Regions from separate parts of the Triticum aestivum genome. Here region 2 is linked to region 1. The links are chromatin contacts, called in public Hi-C maps. All regions are on one chromosome and are shown on one strand. Each heading gives the region's core, a stretch centred on a gene start, on an enhancer-like site or on the middle of the called end of the contact. The rest is flanking DNA. Distances are from core to core; before and after follow the strand shown. Region 1 holds the start of LOC123045205 (phototropin-2). Region 2 overlaps LOC123045206 (a long non-coding RNA gene).

Region 1 (7,429 bases), core at 1,891-4,390:
CTTGAACATGAATATGATTTGTGAGTAGTTACTTTTGTTCTTGAGACATGTGAGAAGTCTTGTTATAAGTAATCATGTGAAGTTGGTATTCGTTCGATATTTTGATAATATGTATGTTGTTCTTCCTTTAGTGGTGTCATGTGAATGTCGACTACATGACACTTCACCTTACTTGGGCCTAAGGTAAGTCATTGGGGAGTAATGAGTAGATGATGGGTTGCTAGAGTGACAAAACCTTGAACCCGAGTTTATGTGTTATTCTGTAAGGGGCTGATTTGGATCCATATGTTTCATACTATGGTTAGATTTATTTTAATTCTTCTTTCGTAGTTGCGGATGCTTGCGAGAGGGGGTAATCATAAGCGGGTTGTTTGTTCAAGTAAGAACAACACCTAAGCACCAGCCCACCCACATATCAAATTATCAAAATAGCGAACGCAAATCAACTAAACATGATAAACGTGAGTAGATGACAATTCTCATGTTTCCTGGAGAATGCTTTGCTTTATATAAGAGAACTTTCTGGCTTGTCCTTTGCTATAAAAAGGATTGGGACACCTTGTTGCATCTTTGTTACTATTGCTACTTGTTACTTGTTACGAATTACCTTGCTACAAAACTATCTGTTACCAGTACTTTCAGTACTTGCAGAGAATACCTTGCTGAAAACCACTTATCATTTTCTTCTGCTACTCGTTGGGTTCGACACTCTTACTTATTGAAAGGACTACGATTGATCCTATATACTTGTGGGTCATCACCACCATGACTTCTCCCTTCACTGGTTCGATGACGGCTTGTGACTTGATTCTTTATTTTGTGTCTTCCATTTACTTGTTTGAGTAGTTGTACTAGTTCTCGGGGATATGGACGAACTTTATATATTTTCCTAATGCGATCAATTATCTTCTTGTTCAATGTTCGAGTTATAGCCGTCACGAATGCTGAGAGGAGAGCTCACTCGCATTATCGCCGTGATTGGCCGTGAAGCATATTACTATCGTTATAGGGTTAAGATGTCGAGGTAATTAGAGGTGACAGTAAAAGCCTCAATTCCACGCCTTTGCAATTGTAGGGGAGTAATAGGGAAACCCACATCCGGCTACGTCCATAGGGAAACACTTAATTAACCATATGTGATAACTAGTATAGAAAAATTACGTTTGATGGCGTATGTGATATGAAGTCTACCTAGAGTATAACATATTTTGTACCGGAAACCGCCCGCTTATGCACATAAAGAGTGGATTGGAGTTAAGTTCATATTAGTAGTGATGATCTTAGAACCCTCAATAAGCCTCAATAAGAGTGGATGACCCAAGTTCATATTAGTAGGTCCTATGGGTATTTTAGGTAGACCCAAATTCTTGTTTTACATCGCCTTGTGGACAAACAAGATGTGTAAATTAGGCACGGTTTAATTCACTCCGACTAGTGTAAGAATTAAGATTTTTGTAAACACAAAGAATTAAGATTTATAATACATGGTTAATAAAAAATTCATGCCATCCATTTGTGATTTTGTACGTGCACATCCTGCTGAAACATATCAAGACAATTTTGTTATTCATATAAGCGAGCATTCATATGACAGTCTATATAGCAAATTGGGTCCTACAACAACACCGGCGCGACGGAGATTTGCAGCTGCCGTGAGTTATAAGACTGTAGGGTGGGCTGACCCGGCTGGACCCAGCGGGTCACCCGGTGCCGGTTCTGTTGACCCAAATCTTGTTTGAGACCAACCCACATGACCAATTGCCCTCGAGTTTTTGAGTCAGATTAGCAACCCGGCGGGCCGACTCAGCTCATTCCCATCATGAGTTTTGGCCTATTTGTTCCTTCTTTGCGAGATCCGATCACACGAGTGCAAAACAGTTGACAAGATGGTAGCGGCGTCGTATGGTACAAGCATCGCTACGAGTGGGGGATGCTCATACCACACGCCGTCTTCTTATCTGGAAGTTCCTACACAACTGGTTTTCTTCCCACATGATCTTCTCTTCATGGTAGATAGTATGATGTCAATTAGCATGATTTTCACCCAGAAAGTATTCAATGCTCAAAATCTCCTACTCCTTTAAAAACCTGGCCTGTGCCAACACCTATTTTTTTTAAGTTCTTACGAGTATCATGAAAAATAATGGAAATTCAATTTGGCTCTAGGGAGCACATGCTCCCAGGCCCAAAGATAATTTTTTGAATGTCAAAAAAATCAAGATAATTTTTTATGTGATCTTAGTCACATACAAATGCTACATGCAAATTTTGAGGCAAAAAAGTTAAGCATTTTGGCCTGTGCAAAAACAAAACAAATTGAAGACCAAATGTCACCCAATTATTTTTTCACTGACGAAACACTGCCGTTCCATTTCACATGAAATTTGTCAAGCATGCTTGCGACACTAACACGAACATCTACAAAAAAATTAGTTTTTTGTTTAATTTACTGTTCATCCGGAGTATATGCTCCTGGGAGCCACCCCCTCCTGATAAATAAAGTACAAAGTGATGCAAGAATTCTGAAATTCCTACTACTACTGCTGCTGCGAGATAAGGCGGCATTTAGTAGTTCTCGGATAGTACTAGAGGTGATAATCGGCAAAAGATCTGCAAGTGTTAGAAGATAGCTATCTCATTCAGTTTTCTTTTTCATAGAACAGTGCACCCGTTTTGTCTCTCGTCTCCTAATCACGCTGAGCGGACGGTCCACAAGAGAAGCTACTAGGATGTCGCCCCCAGCACAACCCAATCATCTGCAATCATCATAGGTTTGGTAACGCGGGAAAATTTTCCCCATCCATACACAAAACTGTAGTCTTTCTTCTTAAATCTCTATCTCTACTGCTAAAAAAGAAGACCTCGAAGGCACACGCAATTTTGTAACGCGTGTCGTCCCATCGTATTTGTACCCGATTGTTCCTAGTTATCCACAGCAGCCGGCCACACTGATCTCGCCCGTCGCCGTCCCACACTCGGGAACAACCTCGCGACAGCGAAGCTCAGGCGGACCTCCCCGGCAGCCCGGCATCCACTGGATTCCCTCGCGCACTCCCGTGGCCGCACACCCGCCCCGAAAAATCTCCCCGTCGCCGTCGCCGTAGCCGTCAACACCACCCCCACCCCTGGGCAAAACGCGTCCGCACGATGCCCCGCTCGCTGGCGACGACGCCTCCCCGTGTCGCACCGGCCGGGGTCCGTACGTGCCTCCATCGCTGGCCACAAAACGGGGCCGCGAGGGCGAGGCGACGCCCGTGAGTCGACCACGGGCAGGATTGCATTATCCTCTCCCTTGCGCCACGCCCGCCATTCTTTTCCGCTGCCGCTCTGCTTTCCACTTCCAGGCGCAGCAGCAGCACCTGATTCCGCACGGGCTAGATAGGTCCAGCTGCTCTGCTCTGCTCTGCCATTGGGAGGTGCCGCACCTGACACCTGATTCCTCAAGGTTGGTCTGGTTGATCCTCCTCTGCCTTTTGCTCTTTTTGGTTGGGCCGTGCACTTGTGTCCTTTGATGCTTGGTCCGTCGTCTTGCCGCTTTCCTTTTATGTTCTTGCCGTCTCTGTACACCGGTATTCCGTGCTGGAGCTGGAGCTGGACGTAGCCTAGGTACCAACGGGGCGTTCAGTATTTCATTGGTCTGCTTTGGATAATGGAACAGTGAGGGTAGGTTCCACTCTACTGTACTATGTCTATCAAGTTCGGTATGTTGGAAGTATTCTTGGCTTATCTCCACTCACATGTCGGTTGTGTTCTTTTTTCTTAAAAATATACATATCAAGTTCCAGTTCCCAGTTCGATTTGTTTGGAGCCCTTGATTGGTCACTATACTACAGTAGAAAAGTGATTGCTCAAATTATCACCTGTTGGTGTTAACAGCCTCAAATGTACGTGCGATTTGAGTGGATTTTTCTTCATTCGACGAAAAAGGGTTTCCCCCGCTTTATATTATAAAGCATACCACCAAGCGTCCAACATCAAGTATCCAACATTAAGGTACAAACACAAAAAGTCAACGAACATGCTGGGGCACAGCAAGACAAACCCCAAAAGAGTACCGGAGAGCGCTAATCTGGCTCAGGGGGGGGGGGGGGGTGGAGATGGAGGCGGAGGAGCGAATGACGCCGCCGAGGCACGAAGACCCGCCATGATGCTGTCAATGATGACTCGGTCACTCCGCTTGCTAAGCGGTCTCCAAAGCTGCAAGAAGCCACACATTTTGTAGATCACATCAGTCACACGGGACGGAATCACTCGTTCGATGACTAATTTATTGCGGGTACACCAAAGGGACCAGGCAAGAGTGCCGAGCGCGACCCAAATAGGGGCGCGCCTAGACCCGGGGAGCCGGAGGGTCTCCCCGAACAAATCCGGGAGGTTGTCATGGCACCATGAGCCTCCGACTACCTCCCGAAAGCAGCTCCATAAAAACTGCGCCGTTGGGCACCGAAAGAAGATGTGGTTGCAGTCTTCCGGAACCAGACAAATGGGGCAAAGCCCATCCCCGGGTCCATTACGCTTACGGACCTCAATGCCCGAGGGGAGGCGTCCTCTAACCCATTGCCATAAGAATATGCGAATCTTAAGGAGGAGTTTGATCTCCCAGAGCACCGTGAGCTCTACTGGACCAGGCGTAGGTACAATAGCCTGGTATAGAGATCTAGTCGAAAATCTACCGCTTGGCTCAAGGTGCTAGGAGAGCGAATCCGGTTCCAGAGAGGGAGGGTGAAGGGCAATGCATTCCAGTAACTCATCCAATTGCACAAGTTCGGCCGCCCCGAAGGTGCGACGAAAGGCAATCGCGCCTAGGTTCTCTAATGCCTCGGCCACAGAGATCTGTGGGCGAGCACAGATAGAAAATAATGCGAAAAAACGCTCCGCAAGGGGACGGGGTCCCGCCCATCGGTCTAGCCAAAAGAGGGTGGCAGACCCAGAGCCTATCTGGATGGAGGTCCCAATGCGTAGGACCGGGAGTAGAGAGATCACCGATTGCCAGAATTGGGAACCTCCAGACCTAGAGGCAAAAGCGAGTGGTTGCCCACGAAGGTACTTCCTACGGATAATCTGCAGCCACAGGCCCCCCTCCTCCGTCTGGATCCGCCACAGCCATTTGGACAGGAGGGCAATGTTCATACGCTTGGAAGAGATGACTCCCAAACCTCCCTGGTCCTTAGGTTTGCAGATCTCAGACCATTTGACCATATGGTACTTCTGCTTATTGTTCTCTTCCGCCCAAAAGAAGCGGGAAAGAAGTTTGGTAATTTCCTGATGAAGGGATTCATCCCCAAGAATGAGTTTTACGACAAGATCATAGCAACACTGCCTGCGAGACACCTGAATTTTGCGTTTCTTCTTTTCAGCACAGAAATTCAGCAGATGGTTGTTCCACCATAGCTGCACAGTTAATCAAATCAGTCTCGTCACCGGCGTCGCCACAGCTAGCACGTGACGTAATCCATGGCGGGCGCGGGCAGCTCCAAAGATGTAGCCGACTCTGTGGAGAAGTGGATGGCGTTCCCGTCCGGGTCCGGGTCCGGCGACGAGAGCAGCTTCACCCTCCCGACGCCGCCGTCGCTGTCCAGCCGGAAGGAGATCGTCGAGGAGCCGGGCGGTTCAGGCAGCGGCAGCAAGCAGCAGGGGTGGTGGCCCAAGCCGGAGCAGCGGCGCCGCAGCAGCGGCGGCACCGGCATGGGCAGCGCCAAGCCGTCCATGGAGGGGCGCGGGTCGTCCGACGCGCTGCCGCGGGTGTCGCAGGAGCTCAAGGACGCGCTGTCCAACCTGCAGCAGACGTTCGTCGTCTCCGACGCCACCCGCCCCGACATCCCCATCATCTACGCCAGCGCCGGCTTCTACACCATGACCGGGTACTCCGCCAAGGAGATCATCGGACGCAACTGGTACGTGCGCTCGTGCTCGCCATCGTCCCCGGTTTCTTGGTCGATCGATCACTGCGATGAGGCATGTTTGAGCTCTGCTTTTGTGCAGCCGGTTTCTTCAGGGTCCGGAGACGGACCAGAACGAGGTGTCCAAGATCAGGGACGCCGTGAAGGCCGGCAAGAGCTTCTGCGGCCGGCTGCTGAACTACCGCAAGGACGGCACGCCGTTCTGGAATCTCCTCACCGTCACCCCCATCCGCGACGACAACGGCAAGGTCATCAAGTTCATCGGGTACGCGCTCACCTTACTTGTCCAATGCACATGAAGACATGTTCTTGCTCGTGCTGCCCTCTTATTTGTGATGGACGCGCAGGATGCAGGTGGAGGTGAGCAAGTACACGGAAGGGCTGAGCGACAAGCGCATGCGGCCGAACGAGCTGCCGGTGTCGCTCATCCGCTACGACGGTGAGCCACGCGCAACAACTCTGCCTTGGCCGTCGTCAGGTCACTCTCGACTCGATCGGCGCTGAAACTGACAATTCTCTACACTCCATGGGAACGCAGACCGGCAGAAGGAGAAGGCCATGTCGTCGATGACGGAGGTCGTGCAGACAGTGAAGCACCGGCGCGCGGACTCGCCGGAGCGGGAGCCTCCCAAGGCCAGCGACGCGGACAAGATCAGCTCGCCGCTCGTGGCTCCTGCCACCCCGACCGGCGGCGGCTACAAGTCGCCCTACTGGGACCTGAAGAAGGAGGAGTCGCGGATGAGCAAGATGATGAGCGGGCGCAAGTCCGGCCGCTCCTCCCTCATGGGGTCAGTCACCTGATCGCTAAACAGGTACTGTACACTGAATGAATTGGAACCTCGTCCTCACAATGGCAGAGGCTGTATGTGCAGGTTCAAGGTGGGGAAGAGGAGCTCCGTGGGGAGCAGGGAGCCGGCGGTGGTGGAGGCGCCGGAGTTGAAGATGACGGTGGAGCGCACCAACAGCTGGGAGCGCGCGGAGAGGGAGAAGGACATCAGGCAGGGGCTGGACCTCGCCACCACGCTCGAGCGTATCGAGAAGAACTTCGTCATCACGGACCCCAGGCTCCCAGACAACCCAATTGTAAGTAGCCGTAGCTGAAATCAGTTTACGTGTGCATGATGAAGAATAGTACAGTACTGATGGAATTGTCTTTTTTTGGGCAGATTTTCGCGTCTGATAGCTTCCTGGAGCTGACGGAGTACACGCGCGAAGAGATCCTGGGGAGGAACTGTAGGTGAGAAAAACTTTCGTTTTGTGAATAAGCCTCGCCTTCTCAACTCACTAGATCATGACTAGAAGTAACCAAACATATTGGTGCAATGGTAGTTTCCTAGTCAAAAAGCAAAGAAAAAAATGCATGCTTGAACAGATTTAAAACCTCCGATAATTCATTCGGCGCCCGGGCTCATCTAAACCCGGTGAATAGCAAAACTAAAAGTAGCATAAAAATTCAAAAAATCCTATTTCTTGTGTGGTGCTAGATGCTCAAATTTGATGTTTGTGCAAAATTTCGAGGTGTTTGAACA
Region 2 (7,429 bases), core at 2,940-5,439, 300 kb before region 1:
GCTGTAAACAGCTGAAAAAGTATTGAATACAAGTAGTAAGACATGTACATTTTTTTTCAGTCTTTCATGACACCTTGGTGATACTATTATCAGTTAATTTCATCAAGTTGTAATAAACGTTGTTTTGTAATGTTCTGTAATATTCCTGGAACAAGATTTTCTGTTTCATGTTTCTTTGGGAGACATGAAACTATACCATTCTATGTTCAGAATAATGTTCCTGGAACAAGATTTTCTGTTTCATGTTTCTTTGGGAGACAGTAGAAACAGTGGAACAGAAGAAACTATACCATTCTTTGCTTTACTTCCATTGTTCACTTCACTAGATGACCCGTTGCGCCAATGGCGCAAAGGCCGAGTGCAAGCCAAGTGTTGAAAGAGTGTGCATTAAAACATATAGACACAAAATGAAACATATGAAAATAAGTATGGATTGATGATAGATAGATGATTCGTGATGATACATGTTTTCTAAGACGCAAAAAACTGATCCAAACCAAGAGTTGTCTGCAAACAAAATTTTAAAATACTTTGACACGTCTAAGGCATACTCCATGGTGTGTTATTTACAAACTCTAGTAAAAGATTAATGAACTTCGGAATTTCATATCACCGGCTTACAGTTCAAACCCGAACTTGGGGCATATTTGAATTTAAATCTGAAAAAGGGTAGTCAAATACTCCTGAAAAGTCTTGGACATTTTCACAAAGTTATATTATATACATAGTAGCATATGTGAAATTTTCCAAGATATTTCTGATGAGCTTTGAGCACTGAAATTAATCCTGAGTAGATTATGAGGGAGTAGAGGAGATATTCCAGTCATTTTCATTTTTTTTATTTTTTATTTTTCTTTCAACCTTTCCCTTTGCTACTGACCAATTGGTCCCTCTCGTGAACCCACCAGTCAGGCTGGCAGCGCCAGCTCGTGGGACACGCGCACGCAACTCTCTGCCCCTTCACGTTTTACTCCTACTCCTACTCCACTACCTCCCTCCTCAATCCATTCCCTCTTCCTTCTGGATCCTCTTTCTGGTCGAGCTCGCCGGGGACGCCGCCGCTCGCCGCTGCAACGCCAGCCATAGGAATAGGCGGGATCCACCAGCCCTCCATCCGGCTCGACGTCCACGCCCCACGGTCCAACATGCAGGCCTGCAGGACGCCGCCATGAATCGCCTCATTTTTCGAGTGAGTCCTTGATCCTAGGTAGTTTCCCTAACTCTGTTCAGCTCCGGCCGTCGTTCTGGTTCGATTCCTGGACACCGAGCATGCAACAAACTTTTGGACCGAGGCCGCCTTCCTTTGTTTTGTCAGCTGCCGTTGCGACGCCACAGCGGTCGTCCTCCTCCCCGAGTAACTCCAGGAACCATGACGGGCTCTGCTTCTCCTCTGGACCAAGGATTCGAAGCCGCAGGTCTCTCCTACTTCTTCCATATTTGCAGGGTGAGAAGCTGCCACTGCCTTCTTGTGCCATCAGGCATTGCCACGAACAGCAGGGTGAGAAGCTGCCATTGCCTTCTTGTGCCTTCTTTTCTTTGTCAGCGCCGGTTTTTCTCATTCTAGCCGTTGCTGGAGACGGTTGTGGTGCTGCCACATGAGACCATTTTGGTCCGGGCCACATGGTTAGGCCACAAGCTTGTTGCTGCTTACTTGGCCGCTCGCTATTGCTCTGCTTACTACTGCTCGTGGGCTGCCTGTACTTCAGAGAAAGAGAGCTTTTTGCTATACAGAGTACTATATTATGTTGAACCCTACTGTTCATCAATCCAGCAGTTTGCTTGTGTGCTTGTCTAGCTAGCTTGCACACACGTAACTTTCCTGGGTGATTTGATCTACCAAGTTCAGAAATCAACATATTAGGCTAAGTCAAGTTGTCGCTGAGTACGAAAGTTTACTCTAATATTTGATTTATCAAGAAAATCACAAAAAAAAAATGCTCAGCTTGCTGACTTTGTAAAATCCATAAAAAATATAATCATTCCAGTTCTGTTTGGAGTAGTACTGCTATGGAGTTGGGATGGTTTAACCTGTACTGTAGCCATAAAAATGAACATATCCAGTATTGTTGTTTAGAAATAAAAGATGATGTACTTTAAAAAAATACTTACTTACGAAGCCTTTTATCCCAAACAAGTTGGGGTAGGCTAGATATGAAACCCTTTCACGAGGACTTCCCAGGAGGTCACCCATCCTAGTACTACTCTCGTCCAAATAGATTTCATACCCAAAAGACTGGCTAGTTTTTACGTTGGCTCGCCAAGCCTATCACAACCCTTAGATATGAAACCCTTTCATGAGGACTTCCCAGGAGGTCACCCATCCTAGTACTACTCTCGCTCAAATGGGTTTCATACCTATGGGACTGACTAGTTTTTACGTTGGCTCGCGAAGCCTATCACAACCCTCCTCCTTTACCCGGGCTTGGGACCGGCTATGCCTAGAAGACATAGGCGGAGTTATGTACTTTAAAAAAATACATGTATTTAAAATTTTAAAAGCATATTTAACTTGTACTCGTGAATAAGTGATTTAAGCTCATCCAACTTAGTTTTGAAAATGAACAAATCCCTCTCATGACATAATTTAATACATCATATTTATGCATACATTGCCAATTCAATTTTCTGGTACGCAATAGTTAAAAAATAGGAACTGCTAGTACATCATACATATACGTAGTATATCAAAAAGCATGGCTAGTGTTCTTTTGTTATTAAAAAGCATGGCTAGTGTTCACTGGGAATAGGAGTGGCATTGGCATATGGTGGCTGACTTTTCATTTTCTTTAGCTACCATGCAAACCTAAATCTGATGACATTGAAATGATATAGCTGGACAGAGTAGATACTAAATTCAGACAAAGTAAATAGTAAACAAAAAAGATCACTCTTTTACAGAAAAGAATGGCATCAGACTATAAGTGTTCAAATAGTAATCATATTGTCACAATTTCATAAAAATGCAGTGGAGCCATGCTCAACTGTTTCGGGTTAAAGAAAACAATAATGATATGATAAATATGTTGAAGGTATTAGCTATTTCTCATCTGCACATTTTCTATATTGTACTCCACTTACTATCCATCTTAGTTATCTCTGTTCATTGTCAAGGCCTCCCAGTAAGTTGTAATAGCTAGTGGAAGATGGCATGTTGCAATGCTGGAGTTGTAAATCACACCAGTCCAATTTCGACAGAGAATATTTTTGTCAAGGCCTTCCAGTAAGTTGTAATAGCTAGTGGAAGATGGCATGTTGCAACGCTGGAGTTGTAAATCACACCAGTTCAATTTCGACAGAGAATTTTTGACTTATAAATTTCCAGTTGGCCAATACTGTCTAAGGCTATTAACAATTGCAGGAGAACAGTATCAATGTAACCATAAAATGTACAAAAAATACATATGATTCTTCGCATATTGGATAACAACTTGTGTTGTTATATATATCAGGTATCTAAAATACACTCACCTGGCCGTGCTGGGCTTCTTGGGCATGCATCCAGTGACTTCTGCCACCAAACCCTAAAACAATTAGGAAGAGCTCAGGGTACCATGGGAAGATGGGGAAAGTAGAAAGAAAGAGCTCACCTGTGCTGGCATCTCCTCCATGAACTGGGAGCTGTACTCAACCCCTCCTCATGAGGTGGGTGCTCGAGCAGCTGTCGTCCCGTGGCCTGCCTAGTTCGTGTACCTGTCTCCACCGTGCTGAACAGGAGAGATTGAAGGAAGAAGAGGAGCAGTGAGGAAGAAAACAGGACCGTGGAAGAGAGCAAAAGAGAGAAGGAAATCTCACCGGCAACACACGAAGGACGAGCAGCAGAGGGTACTTCGAGAGGAAGCGCAGAGAAGGGTGCAGCCGTGGCCGCTGCCTCACCAAGATGCGTGCCGCTGTCATCATCCGCACACTCCGACACACTACAGATGCCTACCGCTGCTCACCCGATGACCCAACCGCGCTAGCGTAGGGAGTAGAAGGAGGAGGAGCGGCGGCAGAGGCACGGGAGAAAGAGGAGGAAGGTGAGCAGAAGCGGCGGCGGCACGGGAGAAAGAGGAGGAAGAGGAGGAGAGGCGGCGGCGACTAGGAGGGAGGTCGTGGAGGAGGAGGGAGGGACGCTTGCGGGCTAGGTCTTTTACTGGACGAGCGCTGTATCCCACCCCTTCTCTGACCCGAACACGCACGCGGAACACACACTGCAATGCTGGTCCACGCGAAAGGGTGGCCCAGTCGCCATCCACTCTAACCCGAATTCATAGCGTGCAGCAAAACGAACGTCTAGATGTTTAACAGCAAGGTGAAAAGGACGCTGCACGGTAAATCGTTCGAACCAGATTCATCTCGCGATGTAGATGCGCTAGAACGGCGGGTACTCTAGGAGGCTTTATATGTTAGATAACAGTAGAAACAGTGGAAAACAGCAGGGACAGCAATCAGTGGAACAGCTTCGCGAAGCAGAAACAACGAAACGCTTGAAACAGTTCAAAAACAGTTCGCGCGCGCCAAGCGGCCCACAAAGCCCGCCAGTCAGCTGCCCCTGTGCGAAGCCGCACCTAGTTGACGCAAAATGTCACATAGGAGTTCCCTCCTACCCAACCACTCCTTCTCTATATTTTTCTTCCCCATGGGCCTGGCCGAAGTGGCCCATCTCTCCCAACCAACTAACCCCTCGCCTACGTTCACAACTCGCAGAAGAGGAAATCTCAACAGCCACCTACGTGCACACATAGAAACTCTGCACCTTCCTTTAATTTCTCCTTCCTTCCTACTAGTAAGCGTGCACGTGCAACGCACGTCTTCATTAATATTACAATTATATGGGAAAATCCACCTGTGTATGCTAGAGCATTCATCGTGCACCAGTGAATTAGTCCTATGAAATCAGCAAGTAGACTCCAATTCTTTAAGTTCCTCCTCTGTTTAATCATGCAAGTTTTTGTGTGTGTAATAGTATAGATGTAAGTGATTCAGATAAAATAATTAAATACAAGATTGTAATAAATCTTAAATATTACCTTGTTGAAATTAGCAGAAGCTCCAAGAGAAGCTGACAAAGAGTCTTGGATTTCTTTCATACATTCAGTCAGTTTGTTAACTCCACCCATAGTCTTTTCAAAGCACCAAATATTCCAATAATATGCATGTATCAATCAATACCTCTAATTTGCAAGGCTAAAAAGCTAGACACGATGCATCTGCAAGACCATGAGAAGAGTAATGGTATACATGTGAATGAAATTGGAGATTACACTGACAAAGCATAAAATAAAGTAAGCTCCGCGCAAGAGGAACGCTCTAACTACAATGAGAAGACTCATAAATCCATAAGAATACATGGTGTCAGTTTGGATCAACTTTTTTTCCATCCAAAAAGCCCAAGTTCACAGTGTCACCCTAAAAGCAGTGAGGATATCATACATATCAAGATGTATCCAGTATATCAAACTTACTTGTGAGATATCTTCTTTAAGCTTGGTATGCCCAAAATCATCATAAACTTTCAGAAATAAAGAAAAAGTCAGATGGATTTCCCCATATGAACAATAAAGAATGGAAACAACACCTAATGATAATTTTAGTATCCCTGGTTACTTCCAAACACTAAATAACAACTATGACACCTAATGACCAAGTATTTGCAAGAAACATCCATAATTATTTCATCATACAGTGAAATAGGAGTGGAGACAAAACCTAATGAGTAATGGCCAAGGGTCTTTTCAGAACATATTGCATCCAAAGAAAAAAAATTAACAGTATTAGTAGATAGATCAGAGATAAAAACTGGATTAACAACTTCGCTATATACATGGTGGTTCGTCATATTGTTCTCAAACACAGTGTGTCATAGAGTCAGCAAACATTAGCATGTGGGCGCAGGCCCAAACAACAACAACAACAACAACAAAGCCTTTAGTCCCAAACAAGTTGGGGTAGGCTAGAGGTGAAACCCATAAGATCTCGCAACCAACTCATGGCTCTGGCACATGGATAGCAAGCTTCCACGCACCCCTGTTCATAGCTAGCTCTTTGTCGATACTCCAATCCTTCAGGTCTCTCTTAACGGACTCCTCCCATGTCAAAATCGGTCGACCCCGCCCTCTCTTGACATTCTCCGCACGCTTTAGCCGTCCGCTATGCACTGGAGCTTCTGGAGGCCTGCGCTGAATATGCCCAAACCATCTCAAACGATGTTGGACAAGCTTCTCCTCAATTGGTGCTACCCCAACTCTATCTCGTATATCATCATTCCGGACTCGATCCTTCCTCGTGTGGCCACACATCCATCTCAACATACGCATCTCCGCCACACCTAACTGTTGAACATGTCGCCTTTTAGTCGGCCAACACTCCGCGCCATACAACATTGCGGGTCGAACCGTCGTCCTGTAGAACTTGCCTTTTAGCTTTTGTGGCACTCTCTTGTCACAGAGAATGCCAGAAGCTTGGCGCCACTTCATCCATCCGGCTTTGATTCGATGGTTCACATCTTCATCAATACCCCCATCCTCCTGCAACATTGACCCCAAATACTGAAAGGTGTCCTTCCGAGGTACCACCTGGCCATCAAGGCTAACCTCCTCCTCCTCACAGCTAGTAGTACTGAAACCGCACATCATGTACTCGGTTTTAGTTCTACTAAGCCTAAACCCTTTCGATTCCAAGGTTTGTCTCCATAACTCTAACTTCCTATTTACCCCCGTCCGACTATCGTCAACTAGCACCACATCATCCGCAAAGAGCATACACCATGGGATATCTCCTTGTATACCCCTTGTGACCTCATCCATCACCAATGCAAAAAGATAAGGGCTCAAAGCTGACCCTGATGCAGTCCTATCTTAATCGGGAAGTCATCGGTGTCGACATCACTTGTTCGAACACTTGTCACAACATTATTGTACATGTCCTTGATGAGGGTAATGTACTTTGCTGGGACTTTGTGTTTCTCCAAGGCCCACCACATGACATTCCGCGGTATCTTATCATAGGCCTTCTCCAAGTCAATGAACACCATATGCAAGTCCTTCTTATGCTCCCTATATCTCTCCATAAGTTGTCGTACCAAGAAAATGGCTTCCATGGTCGACCTCCCAGGCATGAAACCAAACTGATTTTTGGTCACGCTTGTCATTCTTCTTAAGCGGTGCTCAATGACTCTCTCCCATAGCTTCATTGTATGGCTCATCAGCTTAATTCCACGGTAATTAGTACAACTCTGAACATCCCCCTTGTTCTTGAAGATTGGTACTATACTTCGTCTCCATTCTTCTGGCATCTTGTTTGCCCGAAAAATGAGGTTGAAAAGCTTGGTTAGCCATACTATCGCTATGTCCCCGAGACCTTTCCACACCTCAATGGGGATACAATCAGGGCCCATCGCCTTGCCTCCTTTCATCCTTTTTAAAGCCTCCTTCACCTCAGACTCCTGGAT

The links. Hi-C and Micro-C count contacts between places; a contact is called where the count stands out from the background.
Region 2: a Hi-C map of leaf shows a contact between it and region 1, with 5 times the contacts expected there. The contact joins the enhancer-like site here to the promoter of LOC123045205 in region 1. A contact is called at or near these places in 4 of 5 Hi-C or Micro-C datasets (leaf and an unstated tissue) and 1 of 1 datasets of contacts at active chromatin or transcription factors (leaf).

Annotation. Positions count from the first base shown.
Region 1 is chr2B:411,801,653-411,809,081 of IWGSC CS RefSeq v2.1, reverse strand. It overlaps LOC123045205 (phototropin-2), which reads left to right and starts at 3,140. Exons shown (of 25, transcript XR_006421129.1): 1 at 3,140-3,445; 2 at 5,358-5,894; 3 at 5,983-6,165; 4 at 6,248-6,339; 5 at 6,439-6,688; 6 at 6,773-6,983; 7 at 7,067-7,137.
Region 2 is chr2B:412,099,036-412,106,464 of IWGSC CS RefSeq v2.1, reverse strand. LOC123045206 (a long non-coding RNA gene) reads right to left here. Exons shown (of 7, transcript XR_006421135.1): 3 at 5,445-5,491; 4 at 3,793-5,189; 5 at 3,588-3,704; 6 at 3,469-3,505; 7 at 1-1,833. Among protein-coding and RNA genes, the nearest start is that of LOC123045206, 7.5 kb to the right of the region's middle. Within about 2 kb of position 4,189, at least 6 of the 8 cell types and tissues checked have an H3K27ac peak or open chromatin away from gene starts, as enhancers often do. A contact at or near this core is called in leaf, where this site is marked.